2 separate regions of the Mus musculus genome follow, and region 1 is linked to region 2. Evidence: chromatin contacts called from public ChIA-PET data. All regions are on one chromosome and are shown on one strand. Each heading gives the region's core, a stretch centred on a gene start, on an enhancer-like site or on the middle of the called end of the contact. The rest is flanking DNA. Distances are from core to core; before and after follow the strand shown. Region 1 overlaps Mllt1 (myeloid/lymphoid or mixed-lineage leukemia; translocated to, 1). Region 2 overlaps Rfx2 (regulatory factor X, 2 (influences HLA class II expression)).

Evidence for each region. ChIA-PET counts read pairs in DNA pulled down with a chosen protein or histone mark.
Region 1: an RNA polymerase II ChIA-PET map of memory CD8 T cells shows a contact between it and region 2, with 92 read pairs. The contact joins two enhancer-like sites. A contact is called at or near these places in 7 of 484 Hi-C or Micro-C datasets (bone marrow-derived macrophages, differentiating embryonic stem cells, embryonic stem cells and 1 more), 5 of 115 datasets of contacts at active chromatin or transcription factors (embryonic stem cells, epiblast stem cells, large pre-B cells and 1 more) and 2 of 9 other capture datasets (adipose tissue and embryonic stem cells).

What each region holds. Positions count from the first base shown.
Region 1 is chr17:56,908,640-56,915,140 of GRCm38.p6, reverse strand. The region is part of intron 3 of Mllt1 (myeloid/lymphoid or mixed-lineage leukemia; translocated to, 1); the gene reads left to right. Among named protein-coding and RNA genes, the nearest start is that of Mllt1, 23 kb to the left of the region's middle. Within about 2 kb of position 1,465, at least 28 of the 459 cell types and tissues checked have an H3K27ac peak or open chromatin away from gene starts, as enhancers often do. A contact at or near this core is called in memory CD8 T cells, where this site is marked.
Region 2 is chr17:56,818,306-56,825,221 of GRCm38.p6, reverse strand. All of the region lies in intron 1 of Rfx2 (regulatory factor X, 2 (influences HLA class II expression)), which reads left to right. Among named protein-coding and RNA genes, the nearest start is that of Rfx2, 9.2 kb to the left of the region's middle. Within about 2 kb of position 5,406, at least 170 of the 459 cell types and tissues checked have an H3K27ac peak or open chromatin away from gene starts, as enhancers often do. A contact at or near this core is called in memory CD8 T cells, where this site is marked.

The sequences.
Region 1 (6,501 bases), core at 216-2,715, 94 kb before region 2:
GGAGCTGCTGCTGTCAGAGTGAACAGGTGACCTCTCAGGGTCTTCGGTTCAGTCTGTGAAGTGATTAGAGTCTGTGACCTTAGAAGGTTATCAGAGGGGAGGAGGCAAGGGCATTCTAAACACATCTGTTCACAAGTGTCTGTCTGTGAGTGGTCTTAGAGTCTCCCTTCTTCCCAGCCACCTGGACCCATACAGAGGAAGTCCAGGGCCTCTGCAGGCTGTAGCTGGAGGAAGGCTCGTTGTGATGTGCCTGGCTTCTTGTAAAGCATGGTAGGTAGGTCTGTATCCAGGCAGTGAGGAGCTTGCCAAGACCCCAGGGCCTGTTTTCTGATAGGCTGAGCTGCCCTTGCAGCTGGATGGTTACCTTGAGTCTAGGAAGCCTTGTCTATAAAGGAATTGGTATTTAAAAAGAAGGAGTTGCCTTCTTTTTAAAAAACTTGACATTTGCCGGCCAGTGGTGGCACATCCCTTTAATCCCAGCACTTGGGAGGTAGAGGCAGAGAGATTTCTGAGTTCGAGGACAGCCAGAGCTACACAGAGAAACCCTGTCTTGAAAAATAAAATAAAACAAAACAAAACAAATTAAAAACCTTGACATTTATTTGTATGTGTGTTTGTATTTGTGTGGACACATGAGTGCTTGTATGTATGTACATGGAGGTGTTTGCACGTTTGCATATGTCAACATGGATGAGTGTGTCTTCATGCCTGCTTGGGTCACTTTTGCACTCATGCTGTAGGTTGCATTTGTGTCATTCAGGGCCAGCTCTGGCTTAGAGACTGAATGGTCACTCTCAGGGGAGATCAGGAGCCGCTTCCTTCTGGTTTTTCATACCAACGTTTTAGTGCCTGGCCATTGGGTGCCCTTGTATATGCTTCTTTAAAGACCCCTGATTTAATGTTCTCTGTTGATTGTGGACATCAGAGTGGTAGCTGAGCATCCAGCCTTGCTCAGCCTGAACCAGGCTTGAGCCTAATAGTGTTTACCAAGATGTACACAGCACCTTGGCTGTTTGCTTTTGCTGTCCTTGCTGAGCACCAGCAAAGCCACACTGGAAGCCCATCCCTGCCTTTCTTCTACACTTCACATACTCTCAGAGGCTACTTTAAACAGCCTGCTGTCAGAATGTAGATGAGCCACATGCCGCAGGCAGCAGGCTGTCCTGCAGAAGTTACAGAGATGGGACCCCCTGTTCCTCCCCACTTTCACTCTGCTGTTGAAAATGCACTGACCATGGCAGCCAGCACTACATGTGTGTATGGCATTGTTTGTTCTGGTAGATGCAGTGGAAGAATTAGGAGGGGCCTGGGAAGAGTATGAGGAATACTGAGAAGAGTAAGAGGCATTGGAGAAGGGGGTGCTGGGAGGAGTTGGGGGGACTGAAAAGAGTAAGGGTCCTGGGAGGAGTCAGGTTTAGTTTCACTTTCTGAACAGCTCCTCATGTCCTGTGGTGGCTGCACCATTTTGCTTTCACTGTGGTGGGACTTCCTGTGTTTGACTTCAGCCACACCTACTCTGTTTAAAGCATGGCCAGGTCAAAGGATGGGTGGATTTTCTAGTTGAGGTTCTTGCCTTTGTTTATTTGGCCATGTTGGCCCAGCATCTTCTGACAGCTCACTAGTCACAGATAACTTCTTCAGATAATACACTCCACTCAGTTGCTGTTGCTGTGCAGTGTGGTAGAAGTTCTTTGTGTACTTTGGATAGTAAACTCTGGCTAAGTGTGAACAGCAGGTGCCCTACTTCCATCTACAGTTGTTTTCTTACTTGTGGTGTCTTTTTATGTACAAAGATCTCACATTTTTATGAAATTTGGTAATCTGGTTTTTCTTTTTTTGCACATTGACTGTTATCAGTTGCCACCGGAGGCCAACCCTGAGGTTTACACTAGTAGTTGTGGGCTAGTTTGGTGCAGGAGACAGAGCCTGGGCTTCACACATGCTGGGAATGTGTTCTGCTATAGAGTCCCGACCCTCCAGGGCCAGTGTGGTTTTACTTTTGTGTGACGTTTGAGACATACTATATAGCCATGATTGGCCTGGAACTCACACCAGGCTGACCTTCATTCACTGAGATCTGTCTGCCTCTGGAGTGCTGGGATCAGTTGCTTGTACCATTGTGCCCAGCTTTTTCTTTTTTTTTTTTTTTTTCTTCCGAGACAGGGTTTCTATGTGTAGCCCTGGCTGTCCTAGAACTCACTCTGTAGACCAGGCTGGCCTCGAACTCAGAAATCCGCCTGCCTCTCCAGCTTTATTTTTGTATATGTATGTTTTATTATACTTATTTATTTTGTGTATCTGGAGGCCAGAGAAGAACACATGGGAATCCGTTCTCATATTCACCATGTGGGTCCTGGGGCTTGGCAGTAAGCATGTTTCTTTACCTGTTTAACCATCTTGCTGAACCATTTATTTATTTTAAAATGTATAGCCCAGAGTCTCAGCCCAGGGAATGGTGCCTCCCACAGTGGACAGATCTCACTTCAGTTAACCTAGTCAAGGTAGTCCTCACAGAATCATGTCTTCCAGGTAACTCTAGATCTCATCATGGTGACACTTAGCTGAGCTCTCAGAACTTCACATCTGAAGCTTCAGTGGATTTATTAGTAATATAGGTTTAGTTTGTTTATGTGTGTGCTGGGGTGGTTTTCCATGTGTCCCTCACATTATCTGCAGTTAGCTTGTTTCCCTTTCCCGATTCAACACCTTGCTTGGGCTTCTTGCATCATTGCTTTGATAAGTACTTCAGTATTGGTGTATCCTCACCTCCCTCCTGTTTTTAGGGGAAGTTTCTATTGGTTATAAATCTTTTGTAAATGCCCACTGTTGGGTTAAGGAAGCCTACTTTGGAAAAACAAAATAAAAAACAAAACAAACCCAAAAACTTTACTCCCACAGCATAGCTTAGGGTTCATACACATTATCCTACACAGTATGCACAGCTTCTGTAAGTGTAGCCTGCAGTGCACTGCCAATCCGATCAAGATTACAAGGATCTGAGCAGCTTCTGTGTCAGGGGTGTAGGCTTAGGACCAGAGGTTCCATGGAAGCTGTGGCTCCTGACCATGAGGAGATGATAAGACTTTTAGATGCTCTCTCCTCGGAGAGGCAGGGACTGAGCACAGACCTTTTGTATGTCACACACGCCCCTAGCTTTCAGTGGGATTTTCTTCTATGATGAGGTATTTAATTTTGTCAAAGCCTTTTTTTTCTGCCACTGTCAAGAAAGACCATGTGGCTGCTCCCTTCCTGTTAGCAGTGCTACACTCCAGGTGGCTCTGTGCTCTGCCTCGCACCCCTGGTTTAACCCTGGTGTGTGGTCTGTACCATCTTCACAGGTATTGGATCCACCCTCCCAATGGTTCACCACAGTGTTTGCATCTGTGTTCTTAGGCATTGTCAGTCACTGGCTACCTATGGTGTCTCTGGTGTCTGTATGGGTTGATTGCCACCATACAGATAGTTTTGGAGAATGCCACCCTTCTTCCTATCCTGCTGAGCTCAGTGGGACAGGCTATTGTTTCTGCATGTTCACAAGGTTGTGCCAGGGGAAGCTTTGTGTCCAAGAGTCCTGTCTGTCTGTGGCAGGTCTAGAATCTGCCATTCTCCCACCTCAGTCTGCACAGTTCTGAGGTGCAGGTATTACCACTGCCTGATGTTTCCATGGAGTCCTGATGGCTGCATGAGTCTCTTGCCTGATGTTTCCATGGAGTCCTGATGGCTGCTTGAGTCTCTTGCTTGTGGTGGATTTGTTCAGAATCTCTACTTTTTTGTAGAAAAAGTTACTTTGTTGAAAAGATTTATTTGGTGTGTTTAATTGTTTGCCTGCATATCTGTCTGTGTACCACATGTGTGCCTGGTGCCCAAGGTGGACAGAAGAGGGCATCAGCTCCCCTGGGACTAGAGGTTGATGGTTGTGGCTCCTGAGAAGTGGCTGCTGCTCTCACCTGCTGAGCCACAGCTCTCTTCTGGAATCTGCTTGTGAGTAGGAAGATGCTTCCTTCTCTCAATGATTCGTCTGTTGGCGCCCGCTATTCCGTGTCCCTTTAGCATTCTCTTAGCATTTATTTGGTGTGCTGTGTCTGTCCTGTCATGCATGAGTACGTGTGTGTATTAGCATGTGTCCATGTACGTGTCTGTGGAGGCCCAGAGGTCAGTATCAAGTATCTTCCTTAATCTTGGCCCACATTTTAAAAAATTATTTTACTCTATCTTTTTAAAGTAGGATTTGGTTTCTTTAAATTTTTTTTTTATTTTTATATGTATGGGTGTTTTGCCTACATGTATGTCCATGTGCATGCCTGATGCTTGCAGAGACCAGAAGAGGGCATCAGATCCCTGGAACTAGAGTTACAAATGTTGTGAGCCACCATGTGAGTACTGGGAATTGAACATGAGACCTCTAGAAGAGCAATCAGTGCTCACAACTACTGAGCCACCTCTCCAGCCTCCTTGTACCTTAATTTTTGACACAAGGTCTTTTACCAAACCTGGATCTCACTGGTGGCTGGACAGGCTGAAGGGACAAGCCCCTGGGGCCCTCCTGTCTGTACTTCTCCAAGGCTGGGGTTACAGGCATGTACCACCACTCCTAGCTCACACAGGAACTAGAGAGCTATACTTGACTTTTTGTGCTTATAGAATGAACACTTTACCCTCTTCCATGCTAGCATTTTCCAGTTGTCTGTGATTTGGTTAGTTTGTGTGTTTTGTTTTAAGAAGCTGTGTATTTTACTTCATGTGCAAGTGTGTGTGTAGCATATACATGTGTGCACCATATGTACAGAACTTGTAGAGATCAGAAGTCTGTTGCTGGGAGTCTTAGTTAACAGACACCATGACCAAAGCAAGTCTTATAAAAAAAAACGACATTTAATTGGGGCTGGCTTACAGGTTCAGAGGTTCAGTTCATTATCATTAAGGTGGGAGCATGGCAGCATCTAGGCAGGCATGGCACAGGAGGAGCTGAGAGTTCTACATCTTCATCCAAAGGCTGCTAGTGGAAGACTGACTTCCAGGCACCTAGGGTGAGAATATTAAGCCCACACCCACAGTGACACACCTACTCCAAACAGGTCACACCTATTCCAACAAGGCCACACTCCAAATGGTGCCACTCCCTGGTCCAAGAATATACAAACCATCACACTGGGTCACCTGAGTGCTTGTAACTGCGATGCTGCCACCTGGCTGGTTTGCCTAGTCTGCCACATGCTGATTACAGAAGCTGCTGTCATCAGACAGGCCAGTTTGTACTGAATTATTCCATGCCATCTTTTGTCTCTATGTACTTTCTGAGTCAGGGTCTCGAAGCCCAGGCTAGCCCTTCTGCCTCAGCCCCCTGCACACTGAAAAGACAGGAGCTGCCTCCTGGCACAGCTCCCTGCTGTCTTTTTGTTTGAGTCTCTGCTTGCTGAGGAGTGTGTCACATGGTTTTAGCCTGCTGTGAGGTTCCCCGACAGAAAGCTGCTGTTCTCTCTTCTTCCTAAGGTCCCACTGCATCTTCCTGTGCTGTTGCTGAACCCTGCCCTGTCACTGTGCATGCTCCTCTTAGGGACTCTCTCACGGCCACATTGATTTTTGTGGTGGGTTCTGAGACAGTCATCCCTTGCTGCCAGCCACATGGTAGCCTAGTGAGTCTCCTTGGTTTAGGACTATGCACCTGGAAGGCTGGCTGGTCTGGCTGTGAGGATAGGTAGCATTGGTCCCATCTGTCCTCAGGTCTCCTGAGTCCAGCAAGGACACTGTCCATAGACCTGCAGTGGCCTACCACAGTCCCCCCATGGAGTCACATACCCATTACAGTTGCACATTATATACAGGCCCACTTGTTAGGTGCATAAGTCTATCCCTGAGTCCCCCAAACATAGCCAGTAGAAATCATCCTGGCAACTGCTCATTTGTTCCAGTCCCCAGCTCTGGCTCTACTGTGTGTGGGTCTGGGCCTGGCTTGGTGGCAGATGCCAGTGTAAACTGGGCTCCAGTTTATCGGGGCAAGCAGTATCTGGGCTGCTCCTGGCTCCCAATCCTTACATAGGTGCACTGTCTCTACTCTTTATTGCGGGATTCCCAGTGTACAATTACCCCACCTAAGCTATGCATACTGCAGCACCTGTGGCTGTCCTTACTGCCCTGTTGTCAAGAGTTTCCCTCGGTGACCATCAGTCCTTCCATCTGGTTGTCGGCTTTATTTTGGGTCAGAGTTTTGTGCACCCTGGCTGTCTTCAAGTTCTGTGTGGCCAAGGATGACTAAGCTGTCCTCATTCGTGTACCCTGTGCCTGCGTTAAGTGATTCATTCTTCTCTTTTTGAAAGATTTTTTTTAAAAATTTCATGTGTATGAGTTTTGCCTGTGTGTATATCTGTGTATCATGTGTGTGTCTGGTGCTGCAGAAGCCAGAAGAAGGTGTTTGATTCCCTGGAGGTGGAGTTACCAGGCAGTTGTGAGTCACCATGTGGGTGCTGGGAACCAACTCCAAGTCCTTTGCAAAAGCAAGTACTC
Region 2 (6,916 bases), core at 4,157-6,656:
TCCACTGAATCCTGGGCCTCCAAACTTTCCCAAGTTTTGAAGCAGTGACAAAGATGAGCATCTGTGACAAAGAGGAATGTCACCATTAGGCTTGAACTATATCTGCCCAGCCAGCCACCTGGTCTCCTGTCTTGCTAGGCTGGTGGTCTCTGGGATCAGAGGTTCTGGTGGCTGTCTGTCCTCAAGGGCTCCCCAGGACCTGGGTGCTCATCACGGCCTCTCAGACCTGGAGATCAGTAACCTTCCTGGATGTCTGGCTTCAGGGCCAGGCAAATCCTGCCAATTCAGTGACCTCAGGGATATGGAGGGGGTGCGTTGGGAGCCAGAAAAGGTCATACAGCCAGCTGTGTGCGTCAGACAATGGAGGGACAGCAGTGAAGTAGGGAGCAGGGTGGGACATCCATAAGATCTGGGGTGTCCAAGCTAGAGGCCCTTCAGGGCTGTGTGTTGATGTGAATGAGGTTCCAGGAAGGGTAGGAGGCCCTGAGAGGAAAGCAAGGGTAAGAGAAGCAGAGGAAGAAGCTGAGGAAGCAATCTACCCAACTCATAGCTGGCCTCTGTCATGATGGCACACCGGCCAATGAAAAGCATCTGTGTGGCCATGCAGCCTCTGCAGAGACCCCCTTCTTCCCAGATGACAGTTCTGCAGTCATTCGACACCAGCATCCAGGCCCTGGGGCTCACCTTCCTGTCTCTGTGGATCTGGTGGTACTGGGACCTCCTGTGGGTAGGATTCCTTGGTATGTGGCCTTCTGTGTCTGGCTCATTTTAAATGAACATTGTGTCCTTAAAGCCCTCTTTGCTGATGTGATCTTGGTTGTAACTTGACTACATCTAGAATTAACCAAGACCCAAGTAGCTGAACACATCTGTGAAGGATTCTTCTTGGTTGCATCATTTGAGGTCTGAAGACCCATGCTAAATCTGGGGCACACTTGTGCTCACAGCCCATGTGGAAGGACGCTTGCACTTTCTGTTTGCTTACCATAGCTCACTGGCAAGGTCATCTATCCTGAGCCACTCCTCTGATGGTGTTAGAACCCACAGCTTTAGGATCCCAGTGTGGACTTTGGATCCGGCAGCTCTCGAGAATCTCCATGACTGCAATATGAGATGGGACCGCTGAGTTGTCCAGTCTCACACAGCAGCCTGTGAGCCACTCTGATAAACCTCTTGTACACATGTGTGCATTCCATCAGCTTCTATTCCTCAGAGAACCCTGATATAGCTGGATCAGGTACCAGAATCTTCTTCATCCTGTAATACTTAAGTGTATGGATGGACTACATTGTGCCTACTCGTCCATCCATCTGTCCATCTTTCCACCCATCCATCCATCCACCTATCCACCTGTTCATCCATCCATCCACCCACATACCCATCCCTGCACCCATCCATCCACTCACTCACCAACCAGTCCACCCACCCATCTGTCCATCCATCCATGTACTCTGCAGCTGTTTCCACCTCTGGACATTGGCTCACATTGAACCAAGGCCTCTGAGGTTGAAGAAGCTGAAAGAGGCTGAGGTGGCATGGGAGGAAGTAACTTCTAGGACTGAAGACCAAGAAAACAGGAATGGTCAAAGCAGACAAACCCCAGGAAAGGAAGGGACTGTGTCCTAGAAAGACAAGACAGCGGGCTTGTGGCCTTGGTCTGACTCACTGTGGAAGTCACTGGCCAACACATGAAGCCCTTGTTAGTCAGGCTCCTCCCAATCCTGCTGTCTTGTTCCCTGCAAGCTGTTTACCTCTGAGAAACGTCCCACACTATCCAGATACTCTGTGTCCAAGAGGTGGGCTGTGGGCTAAGGTCTTGGAAGTTTGTAGAAATATGTGCCTGTTTCATGATGTCTCCACTGGTCCTTCCTGCCTCTCTGGGATGCAACTCCCAGAAACCTGTTGGAATTTCATGTTCACAGGAAGGTCAAACACTGGGTGACTTCTGATTTGAGAAAACTCCTTGGGGCCTTTGTTTCTGTCCAGTTTTCTGAAGCCAGTGTTCATTCAGGAGATATTTATGGGCTCAATCAGCTGCCATCCCTGAAGTTAACTGGGTGACTGTGTTTCACCATATGGAAAGCTAAGGATGGTGCTGGAGAGAGAGTCTCATGGAAGCAACCCCTGCGCACTAGCATCAACCCCTGTGAGCACCCAGCCTAAGCAACAGGAGTGTGTGGTGTGTGAACAGGAGTGTATGTTACTTGCAGGCTGCCTCGAGCTGTGAAGCTCAGCAAGAGTCAAGCCATACTCCTAGCCTGAATCATACTTCTACCCTAACTTAACTTAGTGGTGTTGGCCAAACATGGCACCCTGGCAATGTCCGATCAGGAAAAGAGTCTCCTGCTCAGCTGACGACTTCTGGTCTGGAACCAACCCTTCTACTGTTAGGGTCCATGATTCACTGAAGAATGATGCTCCAGGCTCCAGACTCAAACAGTATGTAAACACAGAGAGTGTTTTATTCTGCAGAAGTCCAGCATGCTGGGGTCTCCCCATTACCAAGAAAGAGAGACTCTGAAGTGAGTTCGCACCTTAGAGGAATCCTAAGGTGTGCTTTGTCTGACTATCTTTAGGCATTCCAGAACCAGTCAGGGCGTGGTGGCTGGAAACTGTTGCCAAGGAATCCTGGGGTAGGTAGGCTGTGTCTTAAGCTATCTCTAAGGACATTCCATTACTGGGGTGTTGGGGCTGTCTGGAAACTGCTGACCCATTGCCCTTGTTTCAGGCCAGATGGTGGGGCAGTTTCTGACTAGCTACCTGAAGCCTGAGTTTTTAGGCCTAGTCTCTTTAACTGCCAAGTTGAAGCCTGTCATGGAATCAGCCCAGCCTTCACACTACCTAACCCGCTTTCCTTTCCTTCCTGGGCACCAGGGCAGCTAGAGGCTTTGCCCCACTCGGCTTCCAGGCTCTCCTAGCACACTTAGTATGTCAGGAGGACAGTACCTCAAATGCACATTCATACCAGAGGCTAGTGGACAAGGGGAGTCAGGGACCCTGTCTTCCACTCTGAGGATGGGGGATCGAACCCGCTCTATGAGACCTGGTGGCAGGCGCCTGTTGATGCTGAGTCCGCTGCTACACCTGCACCATGCACATGCCTAGGCAGCTAGGCATCTTCAAGCCCTGTGGCTTGGTCAAAATTGTGAGTTGTTCTTCCAGAAAGTTGCCCAGATGTGAGGTCCTAGAACGGAAGTGCAGCCTGCCTCCTTTTGAAGGGCTGAATATACAGTGGAAGACTTACGAGCTCAGTTCTGTTTGAACCATGGCAGTGCTCAGATTCGGCTCTTGGTCTTATTTGGAAGTTTCCAGAGATTTCGGTGTGTTTAAAACAGTGTGGGACAAATGCAGACCTTCAGCAGGTAGAGCAGCCCTGCCATCTGTCTGTCCTCACATCCAAACATCCATCCATCCCTAAGCCGGGGAAAATTTCCTTTTGACTTCTAGAAAAAGGAAGTTGGAAGGAAAATCCCCAGTGTTGCAATTTTATTTATTACATCTTTGTCCTTTGTTTATTGAGATTATACTTCACTTTTAAATTTATTTTTGTGTTTGTGTGGCAGTAGGGTCTCTCCCATCACCTCAGTCATGTAGGACCCAGGGCTGGAACTCAGGTCTTAGGCTTAGCAGCAATCACCTTTACCCCTGAGCACTCTCTTGTCACAAAATATTTTCATTTTTGATGCCTTCCAAACACTTGAAAAAAGAAAAATGAAAACCCTCAGTAGCTAGTAGATAATGCAAAACCAAGCAGCAATTGGCCAGATTTGTACGGTGGCCGTCATTCCATGGTCTGGCTATGGGATCAGAAGCTTGTATCAGCTTTCCTGGACTACCTTAACTCCTGAGCCACATCCCAAGAGAAGCATCCCCCATACCCCCTCACTCTCCCCCTTGCCCACCTCCTCTTCCTTCCCTCCTCCTCCCTTCCCCTTCCCCTCCTTCACCTTGAACAGGTCTCCTGTGTTCCAGGCTGGCTTCAAAGTCCCTATGTAACTGAGGCTGACCTTGAACCCCTGACCCTCCTGCCTCTGCCTCCTGAGTGCTGGGATAACTGGCATGAGCCACCACAGTTAAGGGGTGCTGGGCAAGCTCTCTGCCCACTCATGTCCCCTCCCCAGCCCAGAGACCTTGACTTAAATTCACTCTTTATGTACAGGTAGTTGAGGGGCTTTGGATACATTCACAAGGTTGTGTAAGCATTTCCTCTATTTAATTCCCAAACAGTCCATCGCTCTCAACGAAACCTCCTCTCCTGAACAGCGCCCATGAATCCACTTCCAGTATCTGAGTTTCCCTACTCTGGACATCTGTCACCGAGCCCCACACCCTGTGTGGCCTTTTGGTGTCTGGGTCTTTCTCTGAGCCACTGTCCTTATGTCCTTGGAGTGGTAACTGGAGTCCATGGCTGAGCTAATACTTACCTTTGTGCTTCTGCACGCATCGAGCAGCCCTCAGCAGCCTCCCCACCCACCATCTGTTTCCTTCTGGCTCTGCTGCCAATGCTTCTTTTTCCTTGCTGCCTAAGTTTCCGCTATGTAGGTGTGTCCTAGGATGCCCAGCAGCTCTGGGCTAGGAGGCAGGTTGTGGCACTGCCCGTGTCAAAAGGAAGCAGCTGGTTCTGAGGCTTCTTGACTGTGACTGCCTTCTACTGTCCTTGCAGTGCAGATGACGGTGACTCTTATTGTCCTTGCCTGAGGCTGCACCTTTGCTTAAGAAGCTGTGGCCTCGATGGGGGTGGTGGCGCACACCTTTAATCCCAGCACTCAGGAGGCAGAGAGGCAGGTGGATTTCTGAGTTCCAGGCCAGCCTGGTCTACAGAGTGAGTTCCAGGACAGCCAGGGCTATACAGAGAAACCCTGTCTTGAAAAACCAAAAAAAAAAAAAAAAAGAAGAAGAAGCTGTGGCCTCAGTACCACTTCCATGCCCACCACGAGTGAGCATGCACACTGCCCTCTCCTCCTTTCCCTGTTCATTGCCTCCCGGCCCAACCAATTTGCAATCTTGTAAGTGTTCCAGAATGCTAGGTAACAGGCCCTCCCCAGCAACACATATACTTCAATGCCACCTTGAATCCTGAAGGCACCAGAGATGGTTCTTGAGCCCCTTGAGGCGCCTCCTGGAGCCCATGTCGCTGTGTCAGGTCCACCCCACCCACTCACGTTCCCCTGTGCTGATGCAGCCACATTCCTCACCAGGAGCTGCACCCATGTGCCCTGCCAGGCTGGTTCCATAGCCACAAGTCTGTGCTTGTTGCCTTGACTACGCCAGGGCTCATGGAGCAGCCAGGCTTCCTGGCCCTCCAAGTCCCTCCGAGGGGTGGGTGTGTGTCTCCCACAGACACCACCAAGGCAGGTGCTCCTCTCCAGTTAGTGCAGTCTACACACAGCCTACAGACCACCCTGCCCACAGTGTCCTGTCATGTACCGTGAACCACCAATGGCATCTGTGTCCTGCTGCCTGAATACAGGGCTCTACTCCGGAACCTCACACGAGTTCTGTGGTTTCTGCTGTAGTTTGCCTTCTTGCACTTTAAACAAACAGTTCGAAACAGAAACCCAAGCAAGACCTCACCCTGAATGAGATTATTTGCCCTAATGTCAACTTCCCTCGTATTTTAAAATACAGTTGATAATTTTTTGATAATACAGTATGATTCTGAGACACTGATCCCAAATAGCTTTCCTTTGACCTCCCAATTAATGTTCTAGAAACTTTTAGAATCTTCTTCCAGAAACTTGTAAGATCTTTTAGAAACTACCAGTTTCACACCCTGCTGCTCCCACGTTCTCTTGGCTGCCTTTGTCTAGGTTCCCAAACCCCAGCCTCATCTTGTTTCGGACTTTGTGTTGTGCAATGCCAGCCTCCCGCTCTCTGCTCCCCATTCATCCCCCTTGGGCTGGTCTATTTATGGGCCTTGCAGAGGCAAGTGTTGGCAGCATAAGCCCAGCCTTTCTAAATCATCCCTCCCTCCTACCTCCCCCCTCCTGTGGGACCATCCCTGCAAAGCCTCTTGACTTGTTTGGTCCCCAAGTCCATTGCTGCAAAGGTCACAAGGATTTTGCCTCTGAGGTTTTGCACCCGCCCAATTGTCACTTGATCACAAGCGATGTCCTTTCTCTGAGGAAAACAGCCACCCTGCACCAGGTGCGCCTTTTGTTCTGACTAGGTATTCCTCAACACTTATCCTTTTATAAAATTTATTTTTATAAATAAATGGAAATAAAAATCCATATAACATAAAGCTAACCTTTAAATTTTTTATTACATTTATTTACTTTTGTGTGTGTGTGTGTGCACATGTGCAGAGGTCAGAGGACAATTTATGGGGATCCGTTCTCTCTTCTACTGTGTGGGTCCCTGGGATTGAACTCAGACCACCAGACTCAGCAGCAAGCCCTTTCTCTGAGCCATCTTGCTAGTCCTTATTTTGTTTTGTGATCTTCCCGCTTCTCTCTGCTTTCAGATGCCGGGGTGACAAGCATACATTGCCACCCTGAACTTCTGTCTACCTCCTGTGGACCTCTTTACATAAAAATTACTGTGCAGTCAAATGATTTAATTTTTGAGAGAACATTTGAAATACAACCAGGCAATTAACAGTGAATGAATAAGCCTGTTACTGTTTTGTGCTGTGGTGATTTTACAGTGAGTATAATTACCTGCATTAAAACCCACAGATGCCATTGCTTCCATTTCAGTTCGTGATTAATTACTTTATTCTTCTTTCAACAAGCACCACCTTAGCCAGCTGCCCTATTGGATGCTATGATCCCGCGGGATTTTACAGACAGGTCCGGGAGTGCTGTTATGTTGAAAAGCTGTTGAGCTGGGCCTGGTGGCACAGGCCAACCACCCCAGACAATGGGAGTTTGAGGCAGGAGGATTGAAAGTTAAGACCAGCTTGGACAGGTCG